2 separate regions of the Sus scrofa genome follow, and region 1 is linked to region 2. The links are chromatin contacts, called in public HiChIP or PLAC-seq maps. All regions are on one chromosome and are shown on one strand. Each heading gives the region's core, a stretch centred on a gene start, on an enhancer-like site or on the middle of the called end of the contact. The rest is flanking DNA. Distances are from core to core; before and after follow the strand shown.

The links. HiChIP or PLAC-seq counts read pairs in DNA pulled down with a chosen protein or histone mark.
Region 1: an H3K27ac HiChIP or PLAC-seq map of alveolar macrophages shows a contact between it and region 2. The contact joins two enhancer-like sites. A contact is called at or near these places in 1 of 47 Hi-C or Micro-C datasets (fetal heart ventricle) and 1 of 2 datasets of contacts at active chromatin or transcription factors (alveolar macrophages).

Annotation. Positions count from the first base shown.
Region 1 is chr13:68,473,911-68,479,720 of Sscrofa11.1, reverse strand. No RefSeq gene overlaps it. Among named protein-coding and RNA genes, the nearest start is that of TSEN2, 3.9 kb to the left of the region's middle. Within about 2 kb of position 4,035, at least 34 of the 83 cell types and tissues checked have an H3K27ac peak or open chromatin away from gene starts, as enhancers often do. A contact at or near this core is called in alveolar macrophages, where this site is marked.
Region 2 is chr13:68,319,254-68,325,253 of Sscrofa11.1, reverse strand. It overlaps a transcript of PPARG not described here. Among named protein-coding and RNA genes, the nearest start is that of PPARG, 42 kb to the left of the region's middle. Within about 2 kb of position 2,688, at least 1 of the 83 cell types and tissues checked has an H3K27ac peak or open chromatin away from gene starts, as enhancers often do. A contact at or near this core is called in alveolar macrophages, where this site is marked.

The sequences.
Region 1 (5,810 bases), core at 2,786-5,285, 150 kb before region 2:
CTGTCCCCTGTGTTCTCATGATAGTTGGGGGAACTCTGTGTTGTCCCCGTTCCCTGGTCCTCCTTAACTGGACTGTGAGCTCCTGGTAGGAAGAGCTCAAGATGTGGTATTCTGTGGCTGGTCAGCCTGTAGGAACCTTAACTGCTCCCTAAAGGAGTTCAGACTTCAGAGAAATCAAAATCAGAATTAGCTTCAGCAGGAGTTCCTGTCCTGCTTCAGTGGTAATGAACCCGACTAGTATCTGTAAGGACTCGGGTTTGATCCTTGGCCTTGCTCAGTGAGTTAAGGATCTGGCACTGCCATGAGCTGTGGTGTAAGTTGCTGATGTGGCTCTGATCCCGTGTTGCTGTGGCTGTGGTGTAGGCCGGTGGCTACAGCTCTGATTGGACCCCTAGCCTGGGAATTTCCATATGCTGCAGGTTTGGCCCTAAAAAGACAAAAAACAAAAGAAAACAAACAAACCAAAAAACCCAACAACAACAAAACACAAAAAACTTCAGCAGTAGAGCCTTGAAGAAAAGGGAGAACTTCAGCAGGGTGCACAGAACAGTGATAAGGGGATGGAGTGGGGAGGGAAGAGAGCTGGAGGGAGGCTGTGATATTGCACCAGAACATGCCAATTTAGGCTTTAGAATTGGAAGGTTTTAAAAATGAAAGGGAACTCAGAGGTTGTCCAGTTCAACTTCCTTATTTAACTGATAAGAAAAAAGGCTCAGGAGTTCCCGTCGTGGCGCAGTGGTTAACGAATCCGACTAGGAACCATGAGGTTTCGGGTTCGGTCCCTGCCCTTGCTCAGTGGGTTAAGGATCCGGCGTTGCCATGAGCTGTGGTGTAGGTTGCAGACGCGGCTCGGATCCCGTGTTGCTGTGGCTCTGGCGTAGGCCGGTGGCTACAGCTGTGATTCAACCCCTAGCCTGGGAACCTCCATATGCCGCGGGAGGGCCCAAGAAATAGCAACAACAACAACAACAACAACAAAAGACAAAAAAAAAAAAGAAAGAAAGAAAGAAAAAAAGGCTCAGAGGTGCTGCAAGTCGCCAGAAGTAGCAGAGCAAGTGTGAGGTGGGGTTGAGACTAGAGCCAGGTCTCCTCAGTGGGTGCTCTGCTGTCAAGGGCTTGGGATGTGTCCATAATGGGGTTTCAGGGGCTGTCATCTGAAGGCCTGTCCCCACATAGGGGCTAGAGCGAAATCTCATGAACAAGATATCCTTCCCCCTAGATTTACTTCTCAGTGTGTATCTTAAAGCTTTGTTATGATCATTTGCAAACATACACAAAAGCAGAAAGAACAGCCTAATAACTCATCATTTCCAGAATCTTCAACCTTTAGTACCTTTTTTTTTTTTTTTTTTTGGCCGTCCTTGTGGCATGCAGAAGTTTGAACCCGACCTGAGCCACAGCAGTGACAATACCAGATCCTTAAGCGCTAGGCCAGCAGGGAACTCTAACCTTTAGTGTCTTGTTTCTTTTCTTTTCAAGTCAAGGCAGCATGTTTAGGGCTCTCTGCACTGGACCCTGCTCCTGACGCTTGGCGGGACAGAGGGGGGACCAGCTACCCAAGGCCAACTGAACCCCCACCCCCACCCCTGTGCTGCCTTATCTTATTGTTCTGGCTGGGCGGGATTCTGACTTAGAGGCGTTCAGTCATAATCCCACAGATGGTAGCTTCGCCCCATTGGCTCCTCAGCCAAGCACATACACCAAATGTCTGAACCTGCGGTTCCTCTCGTACTGAGCAGGATTACCATGGCAACAACACATCATCAGTAGGGTAAAACTAACCTGTCTCGTGCCAGTCTAAACCCATCTCATGTTCCCTGTTAGTGGGTGAACAATCCAATGCTTGGTGAATTCTGCTTCATGATGATAGGAAAGAGCCGGCATTGAAGGATCAAAAAGTGACGTCGCTATGCAGTCTTGGCCACCACAAGCCAGTTATCCCTGTGGTAACTTTTCTGACACCTGCTTAAAACCCCAAAGGTCAGAAGGATTGTGAGGCCCCTGCTTTCACGGTCTGTATTCATACTGAAAATCAAGATCAAGCGAGCTTTTGCCCTTCTGCTCCACGGGAGGTTTCTGTCCTCCCTGAGCTTGCCTTAGCAGTGTCTTGTTTCTTTTACGCTCTCCCGATATACACCTTTATCCCATTGCTGGTGTGTTTTAAAGCAATTCCAGACATCATATAACTTCACTCAATATTTCAGTATGTATCTCTAATAGGTGTGAATTTAAATTGTATTACATAGATATTTATATAGTTAATTCTCATTACTCACAGCAGTTCTAGAGCGGCCAGGAACACTGAATTACTGACTACTTAACCACTGCTCCTAGGGCAAATACAGGGACAGGTTCCTGCCAGCCTCTGGACACAACATTTTCATCAGCCAATCAATACATAACCTTGTTTTATGTGTACTTCTGTTTAAAGACACTGTAATTAGTGTCTGCTGTCGATTCGTTAATATTGAACTAACTCAGGGCCCACATGAGTATAACACACACCTGAACAAAGCTCATCTAATATGTATTTTCTGTGCAAGGCACATCACGGCCTTCTTGGCTTAGGAACACTAGACAGCACTCTGAATTTGAATTTCAGATAAATGATTTTTTTTAAGTATATCCCAAATAGTACATGGCAGTACATCTAACAAAATACACAATAATCCTTAACATCATATGTCTGTGAAAGGCACTCTGCTTGGGATCCACCTTTTAAAAAAAATGTTTATTTTTAGGGCCACACCTGCAGTATATGGAAGTTCCCAGGCTAGGGGTCAGACTGGAGCTTCAGCTGCTGGCCTACACCACAGCCACAGCAATGCCAGATCCAAGCTGTGTCTGCGAACTATACCACAGCTCATGGCAACACCAGGTCCTTAACCCACTGAGCAGAATCAGGGATACTCGTATCTAGCATCCTCATAGATACTAGTCGGGTTCGTTACCACTGAGCCACATTGGGAATTCCTGATTGGGATCTATTTTAAAATCACCAACACAAAGCACAAAAGTGTGGAAAAGTGGCATTAGCATACTTGTTTATGAAATGAGAGCTGAAATAAGACAGTATCTGTGGACTTCAGCATGCATACTGGGACCCTCAATTTTTCTCTCCCCCATGCAGGTGCATGTCTGTAGGTGACCAAGCCCTGTGAGCATTGATTTTTGGTATTACAAATAAATTTTAGCCAGTAGGTGAATTTGCAAATGCAGAATCTACCAATAATGAGGATTGACTGTGTATGAGTGTGTATGTGTATGTATATATATACACGTACTGTGTATGAATATATATATATACATATATATTCATTCTCTGTATCATTAACACATCTAACAAAATACACAATCCTTAACATCATATGTCTGTGAAAGGTAACATGGAACTGCCATGTACTATTTGGGATATACTTATACTTAAAAAAAATCATTTATCTGAAATTCAAATTCAGCTGGGTATCTTGTATTTTATCTGATCACTCTACAATTTATTGGGCCTTTCTAGGTGCCAACCACTGTGCATCCTAGCTTAACTCTCACCACAATCCTGTGAGACAGGTGTTCTCACCAGCAATTCCCTTTTGAGGTTCCCGCTCTGCTTGGGTCCTGGGAGCTATGACCTAGCAGAGGCCAGGTGAGGATCCAAATTCAGGAGGCTACAGAGTGTGCATTCGTTTTAATCCAATGTACTGGATATGGAGGGCAGCGCATGGACAAGGCACAGCTTTAAATATGGAAATAATAAAAACGACCTCAGCAAGTGTTGGTGGGAGGCCAGGAAAGACCCAGATTGGTTGAATGACCTAGGAGGCTTCTGAGCTGAGCCTGGGAGAAGGGGGAGCCCTGGGACAGTGTGTAGGAGGAGGGAGATGGCAGTCGGGGGCTGAGGGCACGCCCACGTGCCAGGAGTTGTGGGCCTGGAAGTTCTGGGGCGGGAGGAGCGGGGCGGGGCGAGCGGTGCAGGAGGTTGAAGCGGCTGATAAGGTCTGATAGGCAGGGCGGGGCCCGATCGAGCAGGCGCTTGAATTCCAGGCATGGCGTTTGGACTTTACCCCGTAGACAATGGGGAGCCACCAGCGTTTCTGAGCTGGGCAGGGCGGCCCCAGCTGTCGCCGCATTGTTTTTCCCAGACGAAGGCCGAACCCTGCAGTGCTCAAGCGAGGCCACTAGATGGAGATATTTTAGCAAATTTAAGCACCCAGCCTTAGGGGACGCCAATTTACAGCAAGAACAGCGACCCAGCCAAGGCTCCAGGTGTTTCACCCACGGCATCCGCAACAGAAAATGCAAGGGGTTAAAAAACCAGGCTTTAATTTTTATAAACAAAGATAGGCAATAAAAATAGGTTGTTTTATGGTAGCAAACAGACCGATCTTTATGTTTTGTGCAATCTTCCTGTTTTAAACAACTTACTTTTGAATGTCCTGGATTTGTTTACTTTAAAAAATTAGGAGTTTCTGCTGTGGCGCAACAGAATCGTTAACACCTCTGGAATGCTGGGACGCAGGTTCAATTCTCAGCCCAGCACAGTGGGTTAAGGAACCAGCGTCGCCACAGCTACAGTGTAGGTCACGACTGTAGCTTGCACCTTCTGATCCCTGGCCAGGGAACTCCATATGCCGCGGGGTGACCAAAGTAATAGTAGCAGATTCTCTAGGTAATGTAAATTCTGACATTCTACAAAACAGAATATGTAATATTAATTTTCCCAGATTCCCATATGGAGCCAAATTCAAAGAAATTCATCTTGGACTTTAGAATACAAGTTTTTTTTTGTCTGGGGGGTTTTTGTTTTGGTTTGGTTTTTGGTGTTTTTTTGGCTGCACCTATGGCATGTGGAGGTTCCCTGGGCAAGGGACTGAACCTGCACCACAGCAGCAACCTTAGACACTGTAGTGGAGAGACAATACTGGATACTTAACTTGCTGTGCCTCAAGGAAACTCCCTAGGAATTAGTTCTCAACATGAAGTATAGTATATAAAAATTTAAGTAGTTTATCATATACTAACTACACTCTAGATAAGACTTGAAATCAGCATAGATACTGTTTAGGGCAAAGTTGTCAAAATACACATAAAATGAAGATTAAGTACTTTTAAAGTTTTCTTTGAAATCTTCTATTAAAAGACTTGTAGTAGTTCTGTTCATTACAATAAAATCTAGAACCCTAAAAAAAAAAAAAATGCAAGGGTTGGAAACCAAAATCAAACCAAAGATACAGCCCAGCTTCCCCCTGCTGGGGAGACAAACCAAAGATAATTTCTCAGCTTTGAAGGGAAAAGAAAGTGTTCAGGATATGCTAGAAAGGGCATTCAGTTTTAACAAGTGCCCTGCACAGACATTCTCTAGCATTTAAATCTCACGATAGGTAGGTGTTATGTTATTATCCCATTTTACAGGCGAGGACGCTGAGACACTGAGGGGCACATTTGCTCAATTATTTACCAAGCTGACAGCAGGCTGGGCAGGGAGATGGTTGGCCGCAGGTGGTAAGGGGTGGGCTGGACAAGCCCCCAAGGCAGTGCTTTGCTGGGCCCAGGGTCTCAGGTGCAAAGGGTGGGGCACTGCCTTGAAGTCCTGCTTTGGCTGCTAGAAAAATCTGTGGCATGGATGATGGGAGCTGCTGGCCTTCTATCATTTGCTCAGTTCCAGCTGCTTTTCAGAGACAGTCTCACTTATTCTCTGACAACTCAGGGAGTCAGGGATTATCACACACCCATTTCACAGGTAAGAAAACAGATGCAGAGAGGTGAAATGACTTGTCCAAGGTCACACTGGAGTTAAGTATGGGGGGGGGCAGTGG
Region 2 (6,000 bases), core at 1,439-3,938:
AACGCTCTCTTATTTGCTAGACTATTCATTATGTATAACATGCATAATCCAGGAGAAACAACTTTGCCTATAGTGGATTACCACTTTGACTTTTTTCACCTTTAAGCCAACTAACGAGAGCTTAAATATGTGAAAACAAAAGAGTATTAATAAAGAAAAATGTGAACAAAATCTCTATCTGAAAAATTAAAGAGTTTGACTCCAGGTTAAGATTAAGTAATACTAGCTTTTCTTGACACCCATTCCAATTTCTCTTTGAAATGAGTATGAATTCATTAAGAAATAGATGGGAAGAAAGTAAATATTTTTGGCAATGGTATTGATTCCTAGCTTGTAGCCCTAAGAGTTGGATCAACAGAAAACTGGGCCAGTTCCCTATGACTTTCAGAGGCAAAAAGAATCCTATACTCTTTCCCAAAACTGTCTCCTCCTGGTAAAATCAGGAATCTGCTTTCTGTATCCAAGAAGAACTGCATTATACCATAGAAGGTATAGTTTCAGACTTAAAATATAATAAGTAGGGCAGAAATAAGATCATTCTGGGGGCAATATACATCAAGGATTACTTCTTGCATGTACTCCATCTGGTCAGGTAAATACAGATTGGTTTATATTCATTAGTTTATAAATCCTTCTACTCATCAATATAAGCCAGAGAAATAGGCTATGATGCATGCAGACAAGCTCCTTACATTTCAACAGAACCCACATTAGAGAGGGGCTATTCATATCTCCTAGCCAAGATTTTTATATCTGAGATAGGCTTTTTACCAGAATCTAAATATATAATAATGCAGGCCAAAGAGCAATTGACTCTATTGTGTATGCAATGGTATAAATGGTAAAAGCTGACTTAAGAAATATGAAAATAATTACAAATGGAACAATTGAAAATTTATCAAAGAATTACTTCCGTAATAAGCTCTGGGACTAGATAATTTTATAGATAAATTTTTTGAAATGTTTAAGGAAGAGATAATTTTCTTGTGACAAAAACTGTTTCAGAGTAGGAAAAAAACTACAGTGTCTAAATTAATTCTTCAAAACCTAACAAGAACAAAGACAAAAATACAAATTTCACTATTAACATTAACTAAAACATATAAATAAAATGATAATGAACAAATGCAACAGTATACTAAAAGAATAAATCACAAAAATCAAGCTGGATTTACCTCAGAAAGGCAAAGAACATTTAATGCTGGAATAACTATTAAAATAATATGTTCTAACACTGGGTCAAATTTGTTTGTTTTTTAAATTCACTGACTGATTTTATTTTATTTAAAAAAAATTTTTAGTGTTATTTCCCCCATACAATATTTTTCTACTGTACAGCATGGTGACCCATGTATACATTCTTTTTTCTCCCATTATCATGCTCCATCATAAGTGACTAGACATAGTTCTCAGTGCTACACAGCAGGATCTCATTGCTAATCCATTCCAAAAGCAATAGCTTGCATCTATTAACCCCAAGCTCCCAATCCATCCCACTTCCTCCCAACATTGGGTCAAATTTGAAAAGAAACCATATGGCTATCTCAAAAAATGCCCCTAAAAATACTCAATAAAATTCAACATCCATTCTTGAAAATATTTCCTTAAAAAACTAAGAAACTTTAATAAAAAGAATATTTTTCTTAAACTTACAATCAATATCTTTTTCTTTTTTCTTTTTTTTTTGGCTGTGCCCATGGCATGTGGAAGTTCCTGGGCCAGGGACTGAACCCATTCCACAGCAGGGACCTGAGTCACTGCAGTGACAATGCTGAGTCCTTAACCCACAGTGCCACAAGAGAACTCCACAATCAATATCATCTGCACTGAGAAAAATTTTTTTTCAGTTACATGGTTACTTTATTATTTTTTTAATTATTTCCCCCATACAATTTTTTTTTTCTACTGTACAGCATGGTGACCCAGTTACACATATATGTACACATTCTTTTTTCTCACATTATCATGCTCCATCATAAGTGACTAAACATAGTTCCCAGTGCTACACAGCAGGATCTCATTGCTAATCCATTCCAAAGGCAATAATTTGCATCTATTAACCTCAAGCTCCCAAACCACCCTACTCTCTCCCCCTCCCCCTTGGCAACCACAAGTCTCTTCTCCAAGTCCATGATTTTCTTTTCTGTTTAAAGTTTCATTTGTGCCTTATATTAGATTATAGATATAAGTGATAAATATTATAGCAACATCTCTCAAAAAGTGTACTATAGATAACTGGATTCTTTTAGATTTTCCAATGGAAAAGTTTCCATCACAAAATGAATTTGCATATGTGGTTCACATTTGGAGATTACAAAGTATATTAGCATTGCATATGCTCTGTAAGCCTTACAATTAAGGAAAAAACAGTACCAACAATACAATCTGCTTAGCTGTTTAACTCACTAGTTTGCAACCTTATTTGAAATATGTTTTCTCGCTTTACATTTTTTCACTCTACAACTCACCCAACTTCCTAGTGAAACTCTAGGAAAAGTGACAAGTAGTCTTCTTGCTAAATCCCTAAGACTTTTTCCTTATTTTTCATTCTATTTGTCCAATAATATGCTGGTATGTGTTTAGCAACTAGTTCTTCTTGCAGGAAAAATGCTCTGATTTGTAGTGTTTGCCAATTTCTGTGGTGTAAATACTCCCACTGTGACTGATTTCAGGCTACCAACGTGACATCCATGACAGCAGAGTCGGGAAATGCTGGTGTAAGAGCACTCCATGTTACACAGTATCACAACCATACAGATGCAATCCACATTGACACCTCGGCAACGGAAAATCATCAAGAGGCCATGCGGCTGGTGTGGTTATTACCTATGTTTCTAACACAACTTGTTTCATCACTGGCATACACCATGTAATTTTTAAAAATGGCTAAGGATAACAACTGGCTCTCAAAAATCCTGAAAATTTAACAACTGACTTTCAAAAGCTGGTCTGAGCTGGCTCCAGACCTGCTGTTTCTGCCTCTGTTTTCATCTGATATTCTATCATCTACTCTTGAAACTGTCTCCTCCCTTAACTGCCCAGTGACCAGTTTCTCTGAATTCTTAGCCTTACCATCAGACTACTATTTTAATCTGTTTTCTTGGTACCTCTTCTTGCTGAGTTCTTCTGTTTTATGAGTTCTGCAAGTTCCTTCTTGGCCTCACTGTTACCAGTAAACACATCTACTTGCTAATAGCTCCCAAGACTTCATCTCTAACCACACATCTTCTCTCAAAACTTCTAAGTCTGTATCTCCCATTTTTTGGGGGGAACACCCCTCTCTGAGTTTCTTCAGGAACCTCAAACTCAACATCACCTAACCTGACTACTCATCTTCTTCTGAAGAATTAAAGAAGCACAATCAATGTAACAGATGATTGGACCACTCCTTGCTCCCCATTAGAGAAAAAAAGGTTCCACGCTCTACTCCAGTTTTAGAAAATGTGTTCAAGGAGGTAAAATGCATGCCATGGGCAACCCTTCCCATATCATTTTGCCCCCTTCCTTTTGATTTTTTCACACCCCACACCAAAGTGTCTTCTTCGTCAAAGCCCTGCCAACTAAATACTTTCCCTATTCCCTGCCTGGTAATGTCCTCACCTCTCCTTCCTCTCTTTCCCAGCATTTTATCATGTACAACTTAAATCTCTTCCAGCTTTTTCTGTCCAGTTATTTTCTACTCATTCTCTGATGCTTCATTACAAAAGTCTAGGAAATGACCTTTTAAAACCAACTTTTCTAAGGATGGAGGAAGGGGGTATTGTGCTGGCAAATGAAAATTCTCTTTGCTGTATTGGGGGAAGGTAAAAGTGTAACAACACTTCCAAATGACTAATTTTTATCCCGTTGAACAAAATACATGGGTCTGCCACTGCTTTCCTCTTCCCCAAACTGCTGATTGATTCTATTCCAAGCCAGACTCCAGATGAACCAATGACATTCTTCCCTAGATTTTTACAATATTCATATAAAACTTGCTATTAAATTAATGTCTATATCTTGAGATGACAAAATAAAATGACTTTATTTGAATTAAGAGGCATTTAAGAGAAAAAGAAAAATGGAAATAAAGAATCTCCTAACAATGGTTGGTTTTAAGTGATGGTGGTATTACTGAATATATATGAAAGATTTGGTTGATCTAATTAATTTACCTTGTTATCAAGTAATGAGAATAAGTACTGTCAAGTTGCTCATTGCTTACAAGACACATCAACCAACTTGCAGTGAACAAGAACAACTAAAAGCTTAGACCTACTCCACAGTTACACCTGTGTAGATGGACTGGTGCTAGGAGCATGGCGTGTAGGTAGCTCACTCTCTGGCAAGTTAAATACTGGAAAATTAGGCTCTTGTTAAAGTGGCAGGACAAGGTGGCTGGGTTCAGGCTGCTCAAGTTCAAATCCCAGTTTTATCACCTGGCAAGCTATTTTTACCGCTCTGAGTTTGAGTTTCTTCTGTCTGCAAGATAGAGATAATAGTGTATACCTTTTATGGTTTGTTGGAAGAATAAAATGAGATAATGTATGAAAGGCACTTAAAATAGAGCCTGCTACAGAACTTGTGCTCAGTAAATATTATTAATATCAAAGGCTAAGCTAGTTTTTTTTGGTGCTTGAGATAATTAAGGAAGAGTCCTTTGGAAGGATAGGTAAATGACAATTTAGATGAGGATTTAAACTGTGGCATAGACAAGTAGAGACTGAGTGGGAAGAAAGCACTCTCTAAATGTGAAATCATATGATTACATGTATAACCAATCAAAAATGAAGTTACCCAGGAGTTCCTGTTGTGGCTCAGTGGTAACGAACCTGACTAGCATCCATGAGGAGACGGGTTTGATCCTTGGCCTCACTCAGTGGGTTAAGGATCCGGCATTGCCGTGAGCTGTGGTGTAGGGCAAAGATGTAGCTTGGATCTGGCATTGCTATGGTTGTGGCGTAGGCCAGTGGCTACAGCTCTGATTCGACCCCTAGCCTGGGAACCTCCCTCCCTATGCTGTGGGTGTGGCCCTAAAAAGCAAAAAATAAAATAAAATAAAATAAAATATGAACAAAACAAATATCCCAGCTCTCGTGTAATTGTGCAAATAAAGATGTAATAAAAAATTAGATGATCCTAAAGGATCTTATGACATATTTGATATACGTACCATTTGGAAAAAAGAGAATCTAAGGTTGTTAAAGACAATTAGGAGCTATTTCAACAAGCTACTGTGCTTTACTAGGACTTATGAACTAAGGTCTAATGAGCCTTTTTCTTCATATTTGAGGATTATTGATTCAATAATCTTTTAAAAATCAATCAAAATCCATCAATTTTATTTTGTCTCAGAAAGAGCAGCATAAGCATTTTGGTCACATTACATTCAGAGTAAAAACATTTCTAATGTAAGGCATGATAACTATGGTTGATAACGCTATATTATCTAACCAAAATTTGCTAAGAGAGCAAAACTTAACACCAAAAAGGAAAAAGGTCTATTTGTGAGGTGTTGGATGCTAATTCCCAAAGGGACAGAAGCTGTTCACAATGTATAGATATTTCAAACCACTGCAATGTGTATTTTAAATATCTTACAATTTTACGTCAACTATACTCAATAAAGAAAAAGAATCCCTACTTCATCATTTGATTAGTAGATAAAAATACATTTCATTGCAACACTCTAGTTAAAGACCAAAGACAGAGATAATAGGAACTGGGAAACCAGGAAAGGAAGAGGGTCATCGGAGGGAGAGAAAAGGAAGGGAAAAAAGAGACAGAATATGGAAACACCAGGAAAGGGTGGGGGGGAAGGTGGAACAAGAGAGCATGATAACTGAAGGGCAGAGGGAGGGAACCGGGAGGCAGGAGGAGGAAGATGGAGTGGAGGAGCTCCAGAGGAGTCACAGGTAATGACGTTTCCTATTTGAGCTCAGCTGGTAACTGAGGACACAGGCATTAGACAGAGTCGTTGTCGTTATTTTAAATACCATCCAGAAATTAAGAAGTCCCTGC